Linked DNA regions of Arachis hypogaea: region 2 is linked to region 1. The links are chromatin contacts, called in public Hi-C maps. All regions are on one chromosome and are shown on one strand. The core of a region is the stretch at or near the end of the contact, and the rest is flanking DNA. Distances in the headings are between cores, read along the strand shown. Region 1 has its middle 7.6 kb from the start of LOC112715526. Region 2 holds the start of LOC112715527 (transcription factor HHO2).

The links. Hi-C and Micro-C count contacts between places; a contact is called where the count stands out from the background.
Region 2: a contact with region 1 is called in a Hi-C map of leaf, with 2.1 times the contacts expected there. The contact joins the promoter of LOC112715527 here to the enhancer-like site in region 1. A contact is called at or near these places in 2 of 8 Hi-C or Micro-C datasets (both in leaf).

What each region holds. Positions count from the first base shown.
Region 1 is chr10:31,566,351-31,572,191 of arahy.Tifrunner.gnm2.J5K5, reverse strand. No RefSeq gene overlaps it. Among protein-coding and RNA genes, the nearest start is that of LOC112715526, 7.6 kb to the right of the region's middle. Within about 2 kb of position 3,556, at least 1 of the 3 cell types and tissues checked has open chromatin away from gene starts, as enhancers often do.
Region 2 is chr10:31,706,912-31,712,806 of arahy.Tifrunner.gnm2.J5K5, reverse strand. LOC112715527 (transcription factor HHO2) reads right to left here and starts at 2,853. Exons shown (of 5, transcript XM_025767304.3): 1 at 2,102-2,853; 2 at 1,672-2,006; 3 at 1,150-1,573; 4 at 611-687; 5 at 1-197. The coding sequence starts at 2,354.

The DNA of each region.
Region 1 (5,841 bases), core at 2,307-4,806:
GAAAAAAAAATAGAAAGTGAGACACGATTCCAATATGATTCTTGAATAATGATGAACTTCGAGTTCAACAGTTTCATTTATTACACTATATACACATATGAATACTTTAAGAAAAAAATATAAGTAGATAATAAAAATATTAAACAATGTAAATAATAAATATATCGGATGTTTATTTTATTAAGTGTACGGATAGTTATTTTAATATTAAGATTTAGATGATTAATTTAGAGGTGTAGTATACTTTTATTTAATTGATAGTTGTTCATGTTATTTAAGATGGTCATTGTTTATCTAACACTTTCTATACTCTAAATATCGTCTAATTATCATTGCTGACTGCACAGCCTCTAACTAACTCACCAACTAATTCCCTAACTAATCAACTAATTGTTGTTAATTTACATGGCAAGCTATCGACCCTTTGCTAAGCTACAGCTACTATGCTATTAATAATACTTCAACACCCTCCTCAAGTTAAGCTTGGTTACTGCAACGAAACAATATTTTCACAACTCTTTTCTTTAATGTCTAATGATCATTTTAACCATCGCTAAAATTTTACGCAACAATTAAAAAAGTGTCACTGATTTGAGTGGCGTAGTGATAATTTTGGACTACCGTTGTTTTGTTAAGTTGTTTGTGACTTTAGAAGTAAAAGATTGTTACTAATTTGTAATATTTGTTTCAGCGTTTTATGCTATATATAATGATGGTATGAAACTGTCACTAAATTTCTAAATTTTGTGATAGTTTTTTTCTTATATTTCGTGACTGTTTAAAAGTGTGACAATATATTCAGTGACGGTATGAAACCGTCACTAAATTACTTATTCTTGTGACAATTTTTTTCCTATATTTAGTGACTTTTTATACCATCACAATATATTTAATAGCAGTTTAAAACTGTCACTAAATTTTTAATTCGTGCGACATCTTTTTCCTTTATTTAGTGGCGATTCTAAATCATCACAATATCTTTAGAGTTAGATTTTAATATTTTTAAATACTTAGTTCTCGGTTAAACTACCACTATCTTTCTAAAACACTTTATTATACCCTTAATGCTCAATATCAAAAACATAGTAAAAAATCTAAGAACCATATTAATTCACTATCAAATAATCTCGTAGAAGCTAGCCTTTATTTTACATTAATCAAATAACAAAATTCAAATAATTTTAGTCCATCCAAATATATGTAAGAACTAATTTATCACCTAATCACATAATATAACACCTGAATTTAAAGATTAATCAATTAAGATATAAATCTAAACCCTCAAATAATTGCCTAACAGCATAGACTTTTGTGACAATGATTGAATTTCAGCAGGATTGTGGCTCGACTTATTCCACTCTTCCAATTTAAATCATGTACAAGAATACCTTAAGCTGAGATATGCTTTTGCAGCTCAATCAATTCATGCTTTACTTCTACAACCTCCTCACATATCCTACAAAATCAATAATAAAGGGAAAATGTCTTATACCCCAGAAAGTATGTTCGTACTCAATTAAAGCACTCTATATATATATATAAACTGGCAATCCTTATGATGAAGTTCGAGTTCAACAGTTTCACTTATTACATTATATATACACATGTCTACTCTAAATATCATCTAACTAATTATTGCTGACTGTGCGGCCTCTAATTAACTCACCAGCTAATTCACTAACTAATATAAACTAATTGTTGTTAATTTACATGCCAAGCTATCGACCCTTTGCTGCTACGTTATGCTACAGCTACTACTACTATGTTGCTAATAATACTTCAACAGGATTTTAATAAGATTTTTTTATAAGTATGACCAGAAAAATGAGATTTTTTTTTTAAATTTAGTGATTTTACCATAAAGACATAAATGATTTTTTTAATATATTCTTTTATGTGAATGATTGAATTTTTTTTAAAATGTCTAGTGATTGAATTTCACTTTTTTTTTATGTAAATTCTAAATAGTTATTAAAATGTTCTTACAAAAGTTTGAATCAAATACACAAAATATTTATCAAATACAAAATTAATTTTTTTTGAATATTTTGTTTAAGATTTATCTATGATTTATTTTTTTTAAGGTTTTTTTATCAATGACATAAGCTTTCAGTACTATTCTAGTCATTAATTAAAAATGCAATGAAATAAAATCTACATCTGTACAAGAAACTTAATCAGTGGAATGGAAAAGAAGAGTGGAGATTGGGGGGAACATAATGACAAGAGCTAAAAACTAAAAACAGATTCAATAATAAGGTATAGAAGTTATGGAAAAAACTATCAAAAAAGTCACTCCATTTAGAGGTGATAAGAGGACAAAACTTGTCAGATAAACTTGTGTTATTCACTAAAAGAAATTGGTCGGATAATAAATTTGAGACTGCTATAATAAAAATACCCACCTAATTCACACCACTTAATTAATAGATTTTGGTGGAGGTGAGGCGAGCTTGTTTGGCGGGCCTATCATTCTATATTTTTTAATTTTGACAAAAAATTACTTAGGCTCATATTAATTTTATTTTGGACAATATTAGTTTTATTATTTTGTTTCAAAAAACTTAATTAATGATTATGTTTATTAGATATTTAGAATTATAAAGATTTTAGTATTTATGAATTTAAAAATTATAATTTTTTATAATTATGTTTAATTATAATTTCAAAGAACTTAATTTGATAATTATATTTATTTTGGATAATATTTTTTTATTGAAATGTTTGTGAAATTATATATTTTTTAATAATTAACAGTTTAATAATTCTTTAAAAAAAAAGAATTGGCAAATTTAGTCCACCAAGCTACCGTTAAACGAAAAAGAATAGAAATTTAAAATCCTCTCATTAATTAGAGTCAGACAGACTTTTAATAGGATGGGATTAGATAGCCTATCCATCCCTAATTCCATCCCACAGTTTTAATATAGAACTATTAAAATAGAAGAACACATATAAAAAAATAATATAACATTTGAAAATTATGCAAAATTTTGCAAGTAAATAGAATTACTTTTAAATAGTAATTAAATTAAGTGAATCATTAAAAACAGGAAACTAGATACTCACAATTTTATATGTTTTAAAATTTGATAGACAAATTGAAACAGAGAATTTTTTTATTTTAAAAATATTTAGATAATTCAATAATACTATATGTACATTAAATATTCTTGATATTTATATAAAAATATATTTATTATTAATTAATTTTTTATTTATAATATTTTTAATTAATAAAACAAAAAATACATATTAATTATTAGAAAATATTGATATTTAACTACAAAATATTATATATACATTAAAATTAGTGATTATATATTTATATATAAATATTTGTATAATTTAATATAATTTAATTTATTTTAATATATATTTTAGATTAATAATTAATTTTAATGTATCTATAATATAGTTGATTAAAATACTATCTACATATTGTGGGTAATTAAGTAAAAATAGAGAGAAGAAAAAGAGAAAGAAAGGAACGAAGGATGAGAGAGAGAGAGAAGTATATATAATAAGGTGACGGTGGCAAATGATGAGAGAGGTAAGTCAGAAGAGAAAAGGGGAATCGGTTCGCCGCATATCAAACGGCGGTGAGCAAAAAGGGACCACCACCTTCCATTTTAAATTAAATAAGATTCTCATTCTTAATCTTAATAGCTCAATCATGCCTCCTCCAACACCTAATTTTGTCCTTTTCTTTTTCTCTTAACCTCATCCTAATTCCATCGCCCACTTCCTCCCCTTAGCTTCTTTCATACTTTATTCTAGGATTTTTTTTATGTATTCTTCTATAATAAACTTATTTTACAGTTTACACATTTTTAACTGCATATACAATTAGATTTATTATGCAATAATATATAAAAAAATAATTTATTCGCTAATTTTCAAAGAATATCAAAGTAGTTATCTTATTAATTTTTTTTCCAATAAACAATTTTAAAAATATTAATTTTCAGACATCACACATGCATACGCTAGAAAAAAGAATTTAAAATGACATTTATATTAGAGCAATTCTTTAAAATCGTCGTAATATTCAGATATTATGACTTTTTTATTATCTCCATAATTGACTTGTATTTAGTGGCGATTCTGATGATTATGACAGTTTTGAACAAAAAAAGAAAGTATATTACCAGATTTTATCAAATTTTTTTGTAATGACAAAACCAAGATTAAGAAGATTTTGAATCTTCTAAAATATAAAACTTGATAATGTAGAAAGAAAATGAGGCTTATTACTTGTGAATTATATTATTATTCGTTAGTACTATTATGTATTTTTTTAAGTGTAAACCAAATAACTGATGTTGCAATAATACAATGTAAACTTTGTCAAAAACAATCTACTAAAGTAAAATAAAATACTTAAACAAGCATTACTTTTGTTTGATTGACTTGTAGAGAAGTATTTGATAGTCTCCTTATAGGGGAAGGGAGTGAGTATGCGTGTTAAATTGGAGATGACCTTATGAAACATTATTATTATTATGGTAACCCTTTTTCTTCAACATACGGCAGAAAATGCAACCCACATGTTGAATCCTAAGTTGATAAAATCATGAACGGTCTTAATTATCAAATGGGGTGGCATTACATGCATTTTCTGCCAACCACATTCACATGAGCTCTAAATTAAGCTCAATGTTTGACAATTATACACATCTTCAAAGCATAGAAGCATTCCACGACCCAAGAAAAAAGGGCAAGAAAGTATGGTGCTATGAGTACTTTTTATATGGACCTTCAATTAACCCCCTAAAGCCGTAGTTTTGATATCTTTGATATTTATAGGTGGTGCTAGTTATAAATATTTGCACCTAAATACAGTGCTGGACGATATTAATTCAAAGTTCAATACATTGCATATGCAAAAATACAAATATTTTATAACAAGTTCATATATGATATATCTATTCGTTCAAAATAATTTTGCACATACATTCAGTTCAACTGTATTGTTTCACAAAGAATTAGAAAAAAAAAATGACACTAGTATAAGTTTAAATAAACATCACATTATTAATTTTTTTTCACCGAAATAACATTATATAAAAGTCACTGTTGGGTAAGAAAATTATACATTCTAAATCATAAAATTTCACATCAATACATAATCATTTGATATATATTTTTTATAAATCAAAATTGTCAAAAAAATAGTACTAGATGAATAAGTTATTGATCAATCAAGCTTCTAACCAAGTGTCCCTAAAGAATGAAAAAGTCAAAGTTCTTCTTTTTCCTATTTTACAATAGGTTTAATTTTATATTAGTCTTTATAATTTTATTAAATTTGTAATTAAGTTTTGATATATTTTTTTAATTGGGGCTCTTCATTATTTTTAATTTTATAATGAGGTCTTTTTTAGTGCAAAAAAATATAGTTAACTAAAATATTTTTTTGCAAATTAAAGATATCCACAATTAAAAATCTAATTAGATATTTAACCACATATTTTTAGAAGAAATATTTCCTTAATTTTAATGTTTTCAAAATGAAGAAGATCTAATTATAAAATTAAAAACAATATAAAGATTCAATTAAAAAATATATATAAAAATCTAATTACAAATTTAGTAATACTATAAAGACCAATAGAGTAATTTTAAATATTTAGTAAAGTATTGTTTTTGTCCCTAACGTTTGGGGTAGATTTCAAAGTTGTCCATAACGTTTAAATCGTCCTATTTAAGTTCCAAACGTTTTAAAATCATCTCAATCTTGTCTTGCCGTTAGTGATCTGTTAACGGAAGGTAGAACAAAATTGAAGCAATTTTGAAACGTTAAGAACTTAAATAGGACGAAAATATTGGGAACAAAAT
Region 2 (5,895 bases), core at 1,604-4,103, 140 kb before region 1:
CCTCCCCGAGATCTGGTGGCTAAATGCAGGGGGCTCTGCGGCGAACCGGAACCAGAGCTACTACCCTTTGATGAGTCATTGCACTGATCTTGCCCTTGTGACATCCACAATCCTCCAAGAACTACAACAGATTGATTATGATTATGACTATGGTTACCACTTCCAGATGGAACTCTTCTTGTATGAAGCCGGTATTTCTGCAATAATAATAGTCATAAAAGAAACAGCACATTAACATCCAATCCAGACTTTCTCACATCATAGGAAGCTGCAATATCGTTTGATATATGTAACGGACTGCAGTTAACCTATTAACTTAGATTGTATTTGATAAGGGTCTCAAGACAGAAAATACAAAGAAAACAGAAACAAGACAGAAAAGTTCTCTCTCTATTTTTGTTCCCAAACAAAGACATGTTGCCTTTTTTCTCTTGTCTCGTTTTTCAAACAGGTTTGTGTTTTTCACTTTTTCTAGTATCTCTCTATAAGTATGTTATCAGAGTTACCAAACGGGACCTAAGTGATGTAAGGTTTAGTTGCTTTTTTCCCATAATTGCCTCATCCCCAAAACAAAAATAGACACAACAAAATTGGAATAGCGAGAACTCACTTGTAAATGGCTCTTCACTTCATCGTTTGTGAGTCCATCAACCTGCATGAGTTCTCTAATCTGCTTTGGTGTTGCCACTGAAATATACAGAACCCAGAAAACCTTAAATCAGACAAATCAACCACACAAGATTTTATACGATTAAGAGCTACAAATTTGCGTTTACATAGATTGACATATATAAATGATATAATATGATCTATATATAAACATACGTAATCACACAAAATTCCCATATATATCTGTTGCCTGATCTAACTTCAATCTAAGTCACAGTTTCACTCATAAATCCAACACATCAAATTCGTATATAAATTGTAGCATCAACTCCCCAAACTTAAAAAGGCTTTTAAATGCAGTTTCCAAATCAGTACAATATTTAAGAGTCTTCCACTTCATTACCAAAAGTAAAGTAACACAATAACAACATTCCTAATTCAAGCAAATCAATCATAGATCACAATTCACAAACAATAGTACTACTATATCTAACAATGAAAAATTAAATACTGATTGATCATCATGAATTCACGACTAACCTTGAGAACCACCAAGCTTTTGCAACGCATTGACAAATCGTCGGTGCAGCTCCGGGGACCAGCACCTCCTCTGTTTCCTAGCAGTCTGCTGAGGCTGAAGAGGCATCATGGCAGTGCGGTGTGCAGCCGCCGGAGGAGAAGACGTGGAAACCGGCCTGTTGTTGGAGCTGGTTCTGGATCCACTCGAACCAGAACCTTCCCTGAGAGTCTTCACTCCACCACCAGCAGCAGCAGGGGTCAACAGAGGAAGCCTATTAATAGCACCAATATCTTCCTTCTCTTCTTTGGTTGCAGAGAGAGCCACAGTAGTGACCGGCACTGAACAAGAAGTGTATGAAGTAAAAGGCATAAACCCTCTTCCTCCATTATTTCTAACATTGCTATGAGATTGAAAAGGATTCTCAACCACACATTCCTGATTCTTCTGTTAACACAACACAAACAACTCTATGTTAAGATCACTCACTAGGCCTAAAAAAACAGTGTGCGTGAATTTTAAGTTATTTATTACTGTTTATTTACCTTTGTTCCGAATTTATGATGATGATTTTGGTGATGGTGTTTGTGATTATTATCAAAGGCATTATTATTATTATTATTGTTAAGTGTGGTTGAAGAAGAAGCGTTCCAGAGCTGAACGGAACTCATCCAACTCATCTTATCTCTGCATTCTTTCTCCTGTCGAATATTGTTATTGTTGTTGTTATTATCATTATTATTATTATTATTATTATGTTCTTCATCGTCTTCGCTATGATCGAACTCTCTCTTCAAAGGAATGAACACTTCCAGCACTGGCTCAGATTTACGCTCACCTTCACTGCATTTCTCCAATTCCTCTTTCAGTGCCACAATTGCTGCAACCAAACAAAGAAAGAAATAAACAAATAAATGAATAATTTGAAAAGCCTAACGAAGAAAGAGGAGAATCGAAGGAGGAAAGAGGAAGAACCGTCGCTGAGGAGGAGCATGGAGAGAGGAAGCTCGCGCTTGAAGGCGTGGATCTTGTTGTATTCGTCTTCCAAGTGAGAGAGGAAACCGTTGATCCTGGATTGCTTCTCAGATGCGGTGATTCCCGTGGTTGAAAGCGCGGAGAGGAAATCAGTTATGGTTTTGGGAATGAAACTCGGTGTTGACGGTGGTGGTGGGGGTGGTGGCGTTGGTGCTCTAATGTCTAAGCTCAGTTCTGCAGGAACCGAACCCATTCTAATTCGATCTTCTTCTTCTTCTTCTTCTCTGTTTGCGGTTGGAATTCAATTCAGATCGTTTGATTGATGAGAGTTTCAGAGACAGGGAAAGAAAGGGAAATGGCGAGCGAGGAGAAGTTGGGGAAATGGGAATGGAATAAATATTGAATGACTCTGTGTGTTTTTTGTGTTATTCTGCGACAGATTATTCTTCTTCTTATTTTTTATTATTATTAATTAATAATTATGTTATGTGATTGTGAATGTGAATGTGAATGTGAATTTTATATATATACTAATGAAATAATACTTTTATTTTGATAAAGAAAAAGGAGTAAGTGGGTTGGATTGGAAGGAAGGCAAATTTTCAGAAACGCGAAGATTCTGCGCAAACAAGAAACAATGAAAGAGAAAGAGAAAAGGAAAGCATCCACGGAGTTTTATTTTTTTTATTTTTTATTTTAAATAAAAAAGAAAAAGTCACTTTCGGGTCCTCGCGTATTTCATCCTATTGATCACTGTTCCCACTCTCTAAACCTCATTCATATTGTTTTTTTTTTTTTTCCCATTACTTACTGTTTTCTCATTCATGCATTATTTGACTAAACTACTCGTGTTAAGAATCAGGGAGCTTATCTTATCACTCTAATCAAATTCTACTTCATTACTGGGGTTATATTTGTAATGAAGTAATATTCTGGATAATTAATGTACGGGTTCTTTGACTAGTACTATTCTTACTTGATTTTATTATTAAATAACCAATATAAATTACAGTAAGAGAATTTATAGGAGTATATATATTTCCTATGAAGACTAATTTCAGAGAAATTACTTTTGGCATGATTTTGACTTATGATTTTGTTTCTTACATCTTGCACTTAAATTTTGCCACAATAATAATGCTGCTTCATGCATCTGTCAGTTTTGACTATGAGCTGCCTACTATCTATAAACCATTATGACCAAGCTGAGTAGAATTGTATATATGGCAATTTTCTAGTTTTGGTTCATTTTTAATTAAATAAACTCTGTAAAAGACTTATTCTACTCAAAGTTATACATTATTGAAGGAAAAACGATGGGTTTTTTTTTTTCAATTCTTATAGATACAGTAAATTTGAGTTTTGTTCTTAATATTTTTTTAGCCAAAGTACCGAAAATAGACCGAGTACTAAATCAATAGAATTAGAAATTTAAAAATTTTAGTATTTATATATAATAAAATAATATATTATGTATAAAATATATATTATAAAAATAATTTTTTTATTATTTTAAATCGATTAAGTATTAAAATTATATCGGTTCAATTGATTAATCAATTTTTTTTATAATTTTACCAATTCGGTATCAACTGATCTTTTACCTAAGTCGAACCAGTTTAATAATTAGTTATCGATTAATCCGATTAAATTAACCATGCTTTTTGCTTCTTTTAATTTTTTTATTTTGATTTAATTTCCAACATTTGAATAATCAATGCTCTCTAACAAAGTTAAAATTCATTGCGATATATATAGTTTCATCATATATTGCCAATTATATTTAGTTTAGTCTATGAAATTTGTTTCAAAAACTTCAAATTATTATCACGTAAAAGATTTAGATTTAGACCAAATAATTTAAATTAAATCATATAAAAAGTTATTTTTTAATTAATTAATTTTTATTATAAAATTGTCTTTTTAATTTTCATTTTTAGAGGATTAGAGTTAGAAGGTTAGATTTAGAATTTATAATTAAAGTTTAGAATTAGAAATATACATAGCTCCTATTTGTTAGAAAATATTAGATTCCTTCTAATTGAACTCTTCTTTAAAAGAGTAGACTTTAACAAAAAAATATTCCTTCTAAAAAACAACGTGAAATTTACAAATTTTTAAGGAGCCAATAAAAAATACGAAAGAAAATTTTTTTTTTTATCACAATTATATTAGTTTGATTAGAGTAGTTCAAATATATGTCTAATAAAGTGGATTATACTCGAAATATATCAGCCTCTGTCTAGCAACCTTCACTGCAATGTTGTATGCAGAAACATTGCATCTACAAAAACATCCACTACAACCACGACCATCTGGAGAGTCAATACTCAATAATAGCAATATTAAGAAGCAATAATCCAGATTATTGGGAACGTTCTACACTTTGCGATTGAAAAATGTGACTTTATTAAAATATTTCATGAAAATATTGTGAAGTAGATAAATAATTAAAAATAAAAGTAAATGGGAGGAAAATTTTTTAAAGAAATAATTTCTCTACTACGAAGCCCTATTTTTACAAAATATTGCTATACAAGCTTAAGAGATCATTCGGGTTATGCGAAAAATAAAAAAGATGTATGATAGATGAAAAAAATGATACTAGGTAAATATGGTGGCAAAGTCAGGACTCAATATATATAAGAAGTAATCACTTATATAATGAGTTATTATAATTTTTGCACTAGTTGGGTCAACATCTAACACAAACAAAAAAATAGAGGAATCCTTAAATACTATTTAATAAACTTGCTTTTTAAAATTTGTTGGTTGAAATATTCTATTTTCGAAGAATATTGAGTTTGGAGAGTAATAAATTTCTATTTCAAAAAATGAAGGATTACATCGTGATAGATTTATCAAAGAATGTAAAGTAATAGTCAGTTGATATATTTAGTCAAGGAGTGACGATTGGATTTTTGACGGTTCAGAATTTCACTAATGAAATCTCGTTGTAAAGTATAGTTTCTAAACCAAACAATAATCCTTTCATACAAAAAGTTGTTTGTCACTAGTACAAACCCCTGAAATTTATAAACCGAAGTATTCAAACCTCGGGTCGTTCTCCCTACGATTTACAATAAAGTGTCTTGTTATTGGTTGTGAGTTATATTTGGGGTTTTTAAGATTTTAGACAAGAAATATAAATGGCAAAGAAAATAGGCTAACAACTAGCAAAGCTCTTGGCAAGATATGAGAACTAGAAGTCCTATCCTAGTTATCCTCCTCAATTGTGATGGCAAATTGTCCATTGCTCCCACTTAGTTAACCTCTAACCATGGAGGAAAGTCAAGTGGATGAATCAATTTGATTCCTCAAGTCCTAATCAACCCCTAAAGGAAAGACTAGCTTTAGAGGTATTCAAATCAATTAGCAACTTCTAATTATCAATCAACAAAAGGATTAGATAACTCAAGAGTCACTAATTACTCAACCAAGGTCAAGAGGAACAAAAGCTACACTAAAATCATACCAAGCATTTCATCAAACACTTGGAAGGCATAAAAGGAAAGCATAGTAAATTGACAACAAGGATAGAATCTAACAACAATTATTGCAAAGAATTAACAACAACAATCAAGGAAATCACAATTATCATGAATTACTTCAAATTGCATTATTGAAATGAAACTAAAGAACAACAATCTATCCAAAACAAAATGAATAATTACAATTATAAAAGCACATAGCTAGAAAGAGAGAGATGAGAGGATTGAGAATTGATAAAAGAAAATTGAATCAAAGCATGAATTAAACCTAGATCTAAGAAGAGAGATTAACCTAAACCTAAT